Linked DNA regions of Mus musculus: region 1 is linked to region 2. Evidence: chromatin contacts called from public Hi-C data. All regions are on one chromosome and are shown on one strand. The core of a region is the stretch at or near the end of the contact, and the rest is flanking DNA. Distances in the headings are between cores, read along the strand shown. Region 1 holds the start of Pin1 (protein (peptidyl-prolyl cis/trans isomerase) NIMA-interacting 1). Region 2 holds the start of 4931406C07Rik (RIKEN cDNA 4931406C07 gene).

What was found. A called contact is a pair of places that touch in the nucleus more often than the background predicts.
Region 1: a Hi-C map of B cells shows a contact between it and region 2, with 6 read pairs. The contact joins the promoter of Pin1 here to the promoter of 4931406C07Rik in region 2. A contact is called at or near these places in 1 of 39 promoter capture datasets (cranial neural crest) and 3 of 484 Hi-C or Micro-C datasets (B cells, LSK cells and embryonic stem cells).

What each region holds. Positions count from the first base shown.
Region 1 is chr9:20,650,691-20,657,074 of GRCm38.p6, forward strand. Pin1 (protein (peptidyl-prolyl cis/trans isomerase) NIMA-interacting 1) reads left to right here and starts at 1,428. Exons shown (of 4, transcript NM_023371.4): 1 at 1,428-1,507; 2 at 4,672-4,890. The coding sequence starts at 1,450.
Region 2 is chr9:15,300,957-15,307,583 of GRCm38.p6, forward strand. It overlaps 4931406C07Rik (RIKEN cDNA 4931406C07 gene), which reads right to left and starts at 5,211. Exons shown (of 9, transcript NM_001199485.1): 1 at 5,081-5,211; 2 at 411-557. The coding sequence starts at 465. It overlaps Taf1d (TATA-box binding protein associated factor, RNA polymerase I, D), which reads left to right and starts at 5,258. Exons shown (of 7, transcript NM_029248.2): 1 at 5,258-5,327.

The DNA of each region.
Region 1 (6,384 bases), core at 178-2,677, 5.3 Mb after region 2:
TCTTTGAAAATCATTAATTATCTAGGGCCAGCAAGACGGGTAACTTGCCACGAAGCCTGACAACTTTAGTTTGACCTCCAGAATCCCATGGTGAAAGGAGAGATCAGATTGCCACAAATTGTGCTCTTGACTACAGTTTTCTTGGCAGTATCCCTTATAAATGTAATCTTTTGTAAAGTAACTTTAAAAAAAAAAATTCTGGAGATAGGGTTTCTCTGTGTAACTCTGGCTGTCCTGGAATTCACTTTGTACACCAGCCTGGCCTTGAGCTTGGAGATCTGATTACCTCTGCCTTCCAAGTGCTAGGATTAAAGGCATTTGCCACCACCACTAGGCATAAAGTAACATTTTAAAGTTCTAATGTATATGAATGTTTTGCCTGCATGTATGTGTGAATGCATACTACGTTCAGGCCTGGTGAATTGAAAAGGTCTTGTGGAAGAGTAGCTAGGGCTCTTAACCACTGAGCCATCTCTCTAGCTCTACACAGATTTTTTTTTTCCTTTTGCTTGTTTGTTCGTTTGTTTGTTGAAACAAGGTTTCCTGTGAAGCCCTGTCTGTCCTGAAATTCACTTTGAAGAGCAGGCTGTTCTCGAACTCAGAGAATTGCCTGCCTTTGCCTCCTGAGTACTGGGATTGAAGGTACACACTAGCACACCCTTTTCCTTAGACTACCAATTGACTAAAACTGATCGTTGGAGCTGTCCACCCCCTCCTACTCCCTTTCCTCATCCTAGTGGTACCGCTCTCACCCATCAGTCACCTGCCTAGAAGCCAGGAGGAGCCCATGGAGAAGGAATAAGTCGAAGTAGGTTCTAAAAAAGACACGGAAAGTGGGTGAATGGACCAGTGAAATGGTTCGCCTTGTGAAAACCAAACGGGACTGGTTTCGCTTTGGACATTTGGGAAAAAACAGTGGGAAGAAGGAGAACTCAAAAGCCAAATTTAGGCTCTACATAGTTAGCCTCTGCATAGTTAGGCGCTGCATAGTCACCAAGGCAACTGCATTGCTATGGCAACGGCAAAGTACAGCAAAAGTACCTTGTATCTTAGTTCCTGCTGGCCACTTCCGCGCGGATGTTGGCGGACCTCCGAGAAAGGCTCAAGAAGGCCGGATTGGCTGCCTCAGGAGCCAGTCAAATAAGCTCTATTTTGTGGCCTAAGCGAACCAAGAGAGCCTTTTGACGCTTAGAGGGAGCCACTTTCCCGGTTGGAGCACCCAATAGACGTAGCTTCCAGACGAGCCAATCGGCAGTGGTGTTGGGAAGGTGGGAGGCTGTGTGTAGGGGCGGTCCGACCGCGGGGGAGTCCAATAAAAAGCTCGCGTGCTCGCGGCTCCGTGTTGCCGTCCAATTGGCGTTTCTATTGGACGAGCCAATCACCAGCGGCGCTGCTCTGGCGCGGGGTCAGAGCCGCGGAGGCGGAGCAGGCGCTGCGGCAGGAGGGAAGATGGCGGACGAGGAGAAGCTGCCACCAGGCTGGGAGAAGCGTATGAGTCGCAGCTCAGGTACCTCTTGGGGGTCGCCCGGGGCCAGGGCGGGGCCTCGCGAGCTCTCGGAAGTTAGGCTGGAGCTTGCCGAGACAGGCGAGTCTCATCACCGGCCTGATTCGGGCATGGAGATCTGGCCTCCTCCGCGGATAACGGGCCCGGAAAGCCAGAAACTGAGGTAGGAGGTGGGGCAGGCACAGACGCGCCCCCGTCCTCGCCCACCGCTGGGCTCCGGTGCTCAGAGGTGACGAGGCTGCACCTCGGGGCTCCCTTGAGAGGAAGAGATCCGGACTCAGTGCAGAGGGCGTGGGCCGCCCTGATCTGAGTTCTCCCGCAGCATCCGAGACACGTGCCTGCTCATCCCACCCCCCAACCCCCATCGGGACCCTGCGGCAGTGATGGCTTCTAACCAGGCCAGTTCGTCTCTGGGTCAAGCATGGTACCAAGCTCTTTGAAAGACTTTAAGTTCTTTCATAAGTCCACGTCGGTGTGGTCTCACGTTCTCCCACTCTCTCTCTCTCTCCCTCTCCCCCCTACCCTCCTCTCTTCTCTCCTCTCCTCTCTCTTCCTCTTCCCCTATCCCCACCCCCACCTCCATATCTCCCTCCCTCTTTTTCCTTGGCTTATTCTCTCCCTCCTCCTCCTCCTCCTCCTCCTCCTCCTCCTCCTCCTCCTCCTCCTCTCTGTAGCTACCCTCTTTCAAAAGAAGACTTGCTCTCATTTTTGAGGTGAGAGAAACTGAGGCCAGGACACGGAAAGAACTCATCTGATAATGCACTTCAGTTACTAGGAATGCCCTGGATTGCAATGATTTTTAATTTTATTTTTATTTTTACTTCTTTTGATCCCAAGCATAGCCTTCCTCGGTGTCAGTGGCAACGCCTAGAGTAGCCTACAAGGACCTCAGGTAGAGCTAGGGTCTCTGCAGCCTACAGAGCTCTCTCAGAATTCTTAGTTATTAAGCATCAGGGTTCTGGACACTGCTTATGGCTCTCTCTGAATTAACCCAGCTAGGTTTAATGTCATTCACTTTCCCCATTTTGTCGAGGGTGGATGTGGAAAGGTATTAGACAGAGCCTCATAAAGACAGGTTACTCTTGAATTCTTGGTCCCCTGCTTCAGCTCCCCCAAGTGCTGAAATTACAGGCATGCACCACTTTGCCCAATGTATTTATTGAGGCAGTCTTTATTAGTAAGACTATACTTAGTGTGTGTGCATGTGGAGAGCAGACAATAACTTGCAAGAGTTTTTTTCCTTCTACCATGCGTAACTCATATCCTCAGGCTTGGCTGCAGGCACTTACCCATTGAACCATTTTCTTTCTTTCCTTTTTAAGGCTGTGTGTGTGTGTGTGTGTGTGTGAGAGAGAGAGAGAGAGAGAGATAGCCTTGAACCTCTGGTGTCTACCGGGATTACATGACACAGATTAATTAGCTGAGGTAAAGTCTTACTGTGTAGCCCAAGCCGGCTTCCAGCTCATGGTCCTTCTGTTTCGCCTCTCAGCACTGGGACTAAAGTTCTCTGCCTTTATGCCCGGCTCTGATGACCTTATCCTCTGGCCCGGCTCTGCAGATGAGAAAGCTGAGGTTCACCGAGATGGCCTGTTGGGAAGGTTTTAGTTGGATTTAGCTCCTGTCCAGCTGTCCAGGCTGCTCTATTCCTAGTGTGGGGTTGTGACTTCTAGCGGAAACTTGTTTCTAGCTGGGTGTGGTGGCACACAGCTGTATTTCCAGCACTTACACAGAAGCAGGAGGTCTAGCTCATGGCTATCCTGGGCTACATAAACTTTTTTTTTTTTTTTAATACATGTATGGGCATTAGACTTGCATGTGTATTCCATATGCATGCAATACCCACAGAGAAGCCTGAAGAGGGTGCTAGACACCCTAGGACTAGAATTACAGGCAGTTGTGAGCCTCTAGGTGGGCACTGGAAATTGAACCCCAGTCCGATAGAAGCAGCTGGTGAAGCCTCCTGTAGTAAAACTCTTTTATACACACACACACACCTCTACCCCTGCCCGTCTGCCTAGCTATGGACCAGTCCCAATTCTTGCCATTTGTTCTCAGTAGAACTATGAAAGCCGCCCTTTCATGGGTAACACTCAGCCCTTCTCTGCTGCTAGATCAGCTGTGTAACCCAGAATGACTCTCAGCCCTTGGAGTGACCCAGAATCTACTGGGTCCTTCCTTCAGCTTCTGCCATACCCCTCCCCTCTCCTCTTCTTTTCTCTTTCACTTTTTGGAGGCAGTCTTGCAAACTTACCTTTACTGGCTTCAAACTGCAGACATCCATCCCCCTGCCTCAGCCTCCCTAATGCTAAGCATACAGGTATGCTTCACTAAGCCAGACTTTTCCTTCAGGTGTTTCCTTTGCCATCTCCTTTATGCTCTTCACTGTCACTCAGGTGACAGCAGGTCCCAAGTAATGCTGCTTCCTTGCTCTCTGACTTAGGCCACCAGTGCAGGGGTTGAGAATACAGCTTTGGGTTTCTATCTCTGTTTATGCACAAGACACAAACACTGCTGCTGTAGCAGAGATGGAGGAGGTGGTGCCTAGGGTTTGTTTGGAATGGAGCACTGGGTAAGAACAGTTACACTTTTTATCTTCTGGTGATATGTGATCCTGGGACTTGAATCTAGAACCTCACAAGTGCCAAGCAAGCACTGAACCAGTGAGCTAGAACCTCAGCCCATACTGTTTGTTGTACATGTTTGGAATTGGGTCCCTTGTAGCCAAGGCTATTCTCAAACTATAACTGAGGATGCTTTTGAGAATCTGATTGTATTTATTTTGTAAGGTGGCACTATGCCATGGTATATATGTGGAGGTCAGAGGACATCTCGAAGCTGATGGGTTCTCTCCTTCCACTGGGCAACTTCCTGGAGATCAAACTCAGGTTGTCAGACTTGGCAAGTTCCCTTACCTGCAGAGCCATCTAGAAGGCCTGGAAGCTGTTTTATCTGATTTACTGATTGAGTGTCTGTCTGGTACCACCTAAAGCATTAGCACAGCCCTACAGGTCCCGATGGGGACAGCATCCTCCCCAGCCTTTAGCATGGGGTAGAACAGGAAATGGATCTGCTAAAGGAGGCACCTCCGGAGCCAGTCGTTATCCTGGCTTTGAGATGGAGGCCTCCTTGGCCCAGCCCCTGCTGAAGTAGGTGCTGCTCTCCCCCAGGCCGGGTGTACTACTTCAATCACATCACCAACGCCAGCCAGTGGGAGCGGCCCAGCGGCGGCAGCACTGTTGGAGGCAGCAGCAAGAATGGCCAGGGTGAGCCTGCCAAGGTGCGCTGCTCACATCTGCTGGTGAAGCACAGCCAGTCTCGGAGGCCCTCATCCTGGCGGCAGGAAAAGATCACCAGGAGCAAGGAGGAGGCCCTGGAGCTCATCAATGGTGAGTAGGGGAGGGAGCGGGGCTTGTTGGAGGTCCTCTCTCAACTGGGTCAGGGGCTACCTCAGTTTCTTTTCCTGTTCCTGTGACAAAATACTCTGACAAGGGCCAGCAAGAGGGTTCAGCAGGCAAAGGCACTTGCTGCTAAAGCTGAGGGCCCAAGTTCCATTCCGGGATACATGTGGAGAGAGCCCACTCCTGGGAGTTTTCTGTCACCCCCAAGAGCACCACAGCATGTGTGCTTCCCTGCCCCAAGAAATAAGTAGTTTTAAAATGAGGTTGGTTGATTGGTTGGTTTTTTGTTTGTTTTAACTGCTAAGGAGCAGTTTAATAGAGAAAGGTTTGTTTGGGCTCATGTCACAGTTCCAGGTCACGATTCAGCACAGCAGGAAAGTCACAGTGAAGGAGCAGGTCATAGCACAGCATTGTCAGGGACAAAGAGCAGCACACCTGTGCTAGGGCCCTATTGGCCCTCTCTAGTTTTTAGAAGAGAATCCCCCAGTAGCCCACCTTCCAGGTTATTCTAGATTCTTTCAAGTGGACAATAAACATTGCTCTTCACAGGGGCCTTGTAGAAGTCCCACCAGACCCTCCACCCAGTCTGGTCAACAGTCACTTCTGGAGAAATATTGTACTATAGTAGGGTTGTAGCGCAGTTGCTAGCATGCTCACCTGACTTACAGGGAGCCTTGACTTTCGCCTCTAGTACCCTGTGAGCCTGGCATGGTCGTGCAAACCTGTAATCTCTGCATGGAGATAGAGACAGAGAGGATCAGAGGTTCAGGCTGGGGCTGGGAAGACGGCTCAGTGGGCAAAGGTACTTGCCACTAAACTTAAGGGCCTGAATTCAGTTCCTAGGACCTACATTGTGGAAGAAGAGAACCTACTCACTCAAGCTATATTCTGATCCCAATGAAAACACTGTGGTACATATGCACACATAGTGCTTTTTATTTACATAAGTCCTAGGTCCAACATACTGCGTCCAGGCCACTTGATGACCTTATCATGAAAAGAAGTGCCTGTGTTGGGATGAGCTTGGCCCATGCAGGCCCTCACTCTTTGCTTCCTGCTTGCCGTTTGGAGTGGCCGGCTCTAGAAAGTCAGTAGCAGTATTTGGTGAGCTCTGGGATCTGGGAGATTCAAAGCCTCACTCAAGACTCGGTTTTTCTTATGTAAAATGAGCGATAATGCATACTTATCCCGAAGGCCATTGTAGCAGTGCAGGGATAGGAGGCAGCCTTGGTCAGTGGGAGCCACCCTGAATGATGTCATCAGGGAGAGGCCTGGGCATCTGAGGGTCGGTCTGGAGATAGACCAGGGACTAGTAAGCACAGAGCTGGCCCTGTAGAGTGATGGGTCCGTTTTTAGCAGCCTATTTTTGATAAATATGTGTATGGGTGTTTTGCCTGCATGTATGTATGTGCAGCATGTGTGTGTCTGGTGTCAGGAGGCGAGAAGGCATCAGTCAAGTTCCCTAAAATTGTACTAGGTTTG
Region 2 (6,627 bases), core at 3,961-6,460:
TTAAAACATATACAACTTTGGTGTTTTCTTTTCTGAGACATAGAAATTTGGATTTTTTAAAAATAAAAATAATACTGAACAGTTACTGAAGCAAAAACTTCTGTATCAAAAGTCCTATTTCAATAAGCTATAGAGAGGTCATTAGCTGCGTGTGTACCTCAGGGAGCTTCTGGTTTTGTTTCCTGAAACAGTCCTTACATACCCAAAGGTTAGCCAGGCTAGTGGAACACACCTTTAATTCCAATACTCAGAAGGAAGAGGCAGGAGGATCTTTGTGAGTTAAAGGCCAGCCCGATCTACAGAGTGAATTCCAGGACAGCCAGGGATACACAGAGAAAGCCTGTCTCAGAAAAATCAAAATAAACAAACTAAAAAACCAGTCAGTCACCCAAAGCTAACATCATTTTTACCTTCAGCAAGCTCCTCCAGACTTGGCATGTGAAAGGAAAACTCACTGCAAGCCATTCTCCTTCCTCTCAGCAAGGCTGCTCAGACACCGCAGCTGTTGGCTGACCACCACGAGAGCTCACGGGGCACCAGCAGGAACAGTCCCGGCTCTGGAAATGAATGGTGGAGCTCAGTTACTTGATGAAGGCAAAGGCCACAGAGGTTTCATATCCTCAGAGTTCACTTACATAAGGAGGGCAAAGTGCCCCAAGGCCACTCAGAGTTCACACAACTTCCTGCCAGGTCCATGTGAGCAGGGCCGAGGGACCTCTGCCCTACAGGCTGTTCTTTCCTTCTTCCTTTTGATCTATTTTTCTGTTCCCTCCCTCCCTCCTCCCTTTCTTCTTCCTTCCTGGCAGTGTTCAGCTACATCCCAGTCCGGCACTGTTATATGAATCTGCTCTTTATACTTTTTTCCTTTCTGTTCTCATTTCTGTTTGTTTGGTACTGGCATTGAGCCAGGAGCTCAAGTAAGCCAGGGAAGCAGTTTCTCATGGAGTGCTGTACTTAGCCTAGACCTGAGATTTCCTAACAGACGGTCTAGGAATATGGTCTTCAAACAAAATATATGCACTAAGAATTACAAGTAATTAATTAGTTTTACAGTTGTGTGCATGTGTATGTAAATACAATGTGTATACTTCACAGTATTCGATCTCTTAGTCGATACTCTATATTTGACATTTAAGCTAAAAGTTAATTGTCTTAGAGTTATTCCACTGTTTTTTTTTTAAAGATTTATTTATTTATTATATGTAAGTACACTGTAGCTGTCTTCAGACACTCCAGAAGAGGGCGCCAGATCTCAATACGGATGGTTGTGAGCCACCATGTGGTTGCTGGGATTTGAACTCCGGACCTTCGGAAGAGCAGTAGGGTGCTCTTACCCACTGAGCCATCTCACCAGCCCTCCACTGTTTTTAATACTACATTTATTTGTGTTTGTATGTACATGCATGTGTGTGTGTGTATCCTTGTGCATACCTGTAGAGGTCACAGGACAACTTGTAGGAGTTGGTTTCTCCTCCACCGTGTGGATGCCAGGAACTGAACTCAGTCAGGCTTACTGGTAACTAACTTCACCCACTGAGCGATCATGCTGGCCTGACTACCCACCCTTATTATTTTTAAACAGAGTACAAATTTTATTCTAAAAGTAGACCTCAGTAATAACAAAACAACAAAGTCTGGCATTATAATAGTATAACAGGAGTTTGTTTTTTTTTTTTCCCTGAAGCTAAAAAAAAAAAAATCTTATTTCCTTAATTTGAATTATTCCTTTTATCTGTCATATTAATAAGAGAAAATTTTAGTTACCAATTGAAATGGAAACCTATGAATGATTAGATTCTGAAAGTCTTTTTTTACTTTAATTTATAAATAAATATACTTACTTGGTAAGTACTTTTAGCGTTCGATTAATCTGGTAACCTAATCAATCATAATCTTATATTTTCCAAAAATGCATGGCAAAAGCACTTCACAAAAAACCAAGCACATATTCATAGATTGGTACTTATGTCCCTGTTCAGGAAATCAGCCTTATAAGCAAGCTCAGTGACATGGCTAGAGGGAGTCAGGGAAAGAAAAGGAGATGGGCAGGGCGGAGACAGGCAGGGCCAATCACAGCACAGGACAGTCAAATCACTGAGGGCATTCCTGCCTCCCAGAGCACCATGGGAGTAGCTAGCACTCAATATTGTTAATGGAACACCTCCTTAATCAGAATGGTTGGGTTTAAAAGTGCTCACGCAGCAAATGAAAAGTGGGTCCCTCACTTATCCATACCCTGTCTACATAATGGAATTCCTCCAACTCACAGGTCCTGCCTCTGTGTCTCCAGTGAAGCACAATCATAGGTGGCTGACAAGGAAGCCTTGACCTGTGTGCTGAGAGTGGAGCTCAGTCCGGGTGGAAAGCAGTGTGTGCTTTTAACTGCTGAGCCAGTTCTACAGGCTCATGTTTCTTAGGCTTAGGCGTTTTAATAAATTATTTCACTAAAAGTATTTATTTGTGTGTATGCCACAACCCCCATGTGGAGGTCGGAGGACAGCTTGCAGGAGTCAGCTCTCTCTGCACGTAGAACCCCTAAGCCATCTCTGGCCTACGATTTCTATTTTTGACCATACTTTCAGAACATATATCTTCCATGAACGTGCCATTGTACATATTTAGCACCTTATATTTACAGTCTTTCTTTAAAGATATAGGATCCCTACATTGTCTCCACAAATCATCCTCCTGCCTCAGCCTCCAAGGTAGCTGAAATAGGTGACATTTACTTTAGTACTTTACCAAACATTCGTTTTTACTGTCTTTTAATTATTTAACACATATACTCGTGTGTTTCCAATGAAATATAAGTAATTATTGAAAATAGGTCCCAGCTGCTATAATCATACTTGAATTACTCTAAACATATTTTTCAATTGATTGTTTTTAATGGTTTAGAAGTAAAACATGCTAATTTTCTTTGAAATAGTTTAAGACTGATATATCATATACAAATCTAGCTTCCACACTCTTTACCCAGATGCCCCATGTTAACAGTCTATCACACTTTGTACCAGGCGTCCAGAGATATTGCCTAGTATACAGACATGCCCAATCTGCTCAATGAGCAGTGTGTTAATCCAATGCTGATTGCTTGATTTTACTTTATTTTTTGTTGAGATAAGGTTCACTATATGGCCCAGGCTAGTCTGGTACTGTGCTCTTCCTGTTTGGATCCCTTGAGTGCTGGGCCAGTTCGATGTATGTACTACCACACCCAGTCTTAGTATAGCTCAGTATATAGTGAGGAAAATGAAAGCACTTTAGATGATTATACTTGTAGTAGAATAATAGGAATAATAGGAATTCAAATTAGAGTAACACCCCCCTTTTGGAGACAAGATTTTTCTGTCTAGTCCTGTCTGTCCTGTAGAACTCATTCTGTAGACCAGGCTGGCCTCGAACTCACAGAGTACTGGGATTAAAGGCATGTGCTACCACCGCCCAGCAATATCCCTAATTTTATACTTTCTACTTTCTTAAAAGAAAATCAGTTTGTTTTATATTCCTACCAAAATAGAGACAAAGTCTAACCATGGGACTCTCCAGACCGAATAACTGGTTTAGAAATGTACGTTTGTGTAGATGACGGCAGGGGAGAACACGTGTGTGCAGAGGTTGGAGTTGGAATTAGGAGCCAAAGGGAATGGTTTCCATCGATAGTCAGAGCTGCTCCAGCACAGCTTCCAGCCAGATGAAGGCAGATATTTACTTTCCTGATGTAAGTGGTGGGAGCCAATGGCTCAGACACAGGGTAGAGAAACGTGCAGGGGGAGAAACGACACGGAAAGCAACAGGCTAACGGTGACAATCATGCTGAGTGTCATGATTAAGGCCATCCTGTATTCAGAAATTGTCAGGCCCTTTAAAGTCCCTCAAAATTCTCAAATCCATGACAGACATATTGTACTTCTTACTGTACAGAAAAGGAAACAAAATTTATTCAAGATCATTCAGTTGTTACATGGCAGAAACAGGATTCAAAAGCAGGTTCAAGCCAGGCATGGTGGTGCACATGTTTAGCTCCAGCACTGGAGGCAGAGGGCTGTAAAGGCAAGAGGTTCTCTGTGAGGTTAAAGCCAGCCTGGTTTACAAATCAAGTTCCAGGATCGTCAGGGCTACATAAAGAGACATGTGTCAAACAACAGCAGCAACAACAACAAACTCAAAGGCAGGTCTGTAAATCCAGAATGCACCCCACCCTAAGCTGAATCAGCAGTGAAGAAATGGCCCCTTTGGCTGACACCAGGAAGACTTCAGAATAATCCTGCAGCACCAGGAGAAGTGCCCATCTTCCACCTAGAGGGGACTTCTCTCTTCCAAATATATTGCACACAATATATTGCTAATTATTAGGTACTTATGATATACCACACTTTTACGATATACTAGACTAGTAGGGTTCAAGCACAAGGCTGGCTTTACAGCTTTGCAAATAGTTCATTCAGTCACATAGGACCCTATATTCATACTGATCTAACCACACACACAGGTCTTTGTTTGCTTTTTTTGTTTTTATTTTTTTTTCTCCGTGGTGCCATGTACACTAGGCAAGCTCTCTATAATCCAGTTATATCTCTAGGCCAACAACTTTACATTTGAAATGTGTTTGTCTATGAGAACTCAAGGGATAGTAATATCTGCCCTCTCACCACAGATCTTGTCACGCACTCAATAAGGTGTTTGTAATGTTCCCTTACAACTTAGTCCTAGTGGACCTGCATGGGTGCAAAGCCAGAGTCAATGCTGCAGGATTCCACAGACTGTTGGACAGTGTGTGCAGGGGTCAAAAAGTAGAAGGTGCCGGGCGTGGTGGCGCACGCCTTTAATCCCAGCACTCGGGAGGCAGAGGCAGGTGGATTTCTGAGTTCGAGGCCAGCCGGGTCTACAAAGTGCCTTCCAGGACAGCCAGGGCTACACAGAGAAGCCCTGTCTCGAAAACCAAAAAAAAAAAAAAAAAAAAGTAGGAGGCAAGTGAGGACACAGGGACAGTACAGAAATCCATAACACATGCCACCCTTAGTCTGACAGAGAGCTTGGCACACTGCGGGCTCAGTCACCACAACAAATCGACGCTCACCTGGCCCGCAGTGTCCTCCCACTTGCAGGAAGGCCTTCTTTCCACTCAGGTTCGAACACAGGTTTAGTCTCCTGCCAGTCTTTTCTGATAGCTCTAGGCCAAGGGAGAGCCGGGGTACCGCCCCTCCCGGAGGCCCGCCCACCACACGCACAGCCACGCCCACCAACGTGTACTCACGCGAGATTTCGTCCTTGTCCTAGTCCGGCTGCTGGGCGCCGGGAGCGCTCTTTTCGACGCGGCGGAAGAGGTAAGCGGTTGTTCACTGTGGCCGCTCAGGTCTGCTGCGGGCGACGGGGCCGCAGGGCGGGGTTCTTTGGGCTGCGGTCCGCGCGGAAACGGCGCTCTTGTAGGGCCAGAGCAGCGGGCCGGAATCCCGCCATCCGCAGGCCGCACGAGGCTCCGGGTCGCTGTTGGGAGAGGCCGAGGTGTTCTGGGCCTGGAGGGCGTTTTTAGTGCCGTGTAAGGGGTCGCGTGCTGCCTGCGCACATCTCTTAGGTTACGTTCCGAAAGGGTCTTGCAGCGGGCCCACGGCGCATAGTCGACGCAGCTCACCACGTGGCCTCCAAAGCTTGTAGTCTCGGAACTGTAAAGTAGCGTACAGGTGGGAGTGATTCCTAGGAATTATCTTTGATTTACTCACAGGCATATCGTTGGGGCGACCGGGTCAACCTTAAATTTCAGTTTTGGTGGGTTAATTTAAAAAAGCAATTCATGTAGCGGGCATTTTGCAATCTAAGGTCGTAGTCACCCTGTTTTTCTTATCCTCGAAAGTTGTGATTATTTTTAGTTCTAGGATTTTGTGTAGCCTAGGAAAACTGTAGTCTTTTCTCCTTTAGTACATATGGCCGTTTTGCCTGCCTAATATTTCTACACCACGTGCACGCAGTGCTCACAGAGCCCAGAAGAGGACATCGAATCTCTTAGGACTGCTTACAGCTATTTTTAGGCTGGCATGTGAGTTCTGGGAGTCTCATCTTAGTCCATTGACAGTATTCTATTCATTTCTTTTTTGGGGGGGGAGGTTTCGAGACAGGGTTTCTCTTTATAGCCCTGGCTGTCCAGGAACTCACTTTTTAGACCAGGCTGGCCTCGAACTCAGAAATCCTGCCTCTGCCTCCCGAGTGCTGGGATTAAAGGCGTGCGCCACCACGCCCGGCCATTGACAGTATACTTAACTGCTAGGCTATCGTCTCAGCCATAATCTAAAGGTTCTTTTACACGTTGTTAGGATTACAGGCCTGTGACCATTTGATCAGTAGTGATTTTTGAGCCACTATCGCCATATCCCAACTACCCGAACTCTGTTTCAGTGTCGAGTTCGCAGCCCAGATTGGAATTAGAAATGCTACTGTGAGGCTAGGTGGTGGTTAAAGCCATGTCGGGTTTTGGGGGTAGATTTAGTGAGAAAACAAACTGCATTGGAATGTGGCTTCTTGTTTTCACTCACATATTTAAAGAAAACTATGCCATATGTGTGAGGGTACTCTGGAAGACAAAAGATCACTAACAGGGAGCTGGAGTTAACAGGAGATTGTGAGCAACCCGAT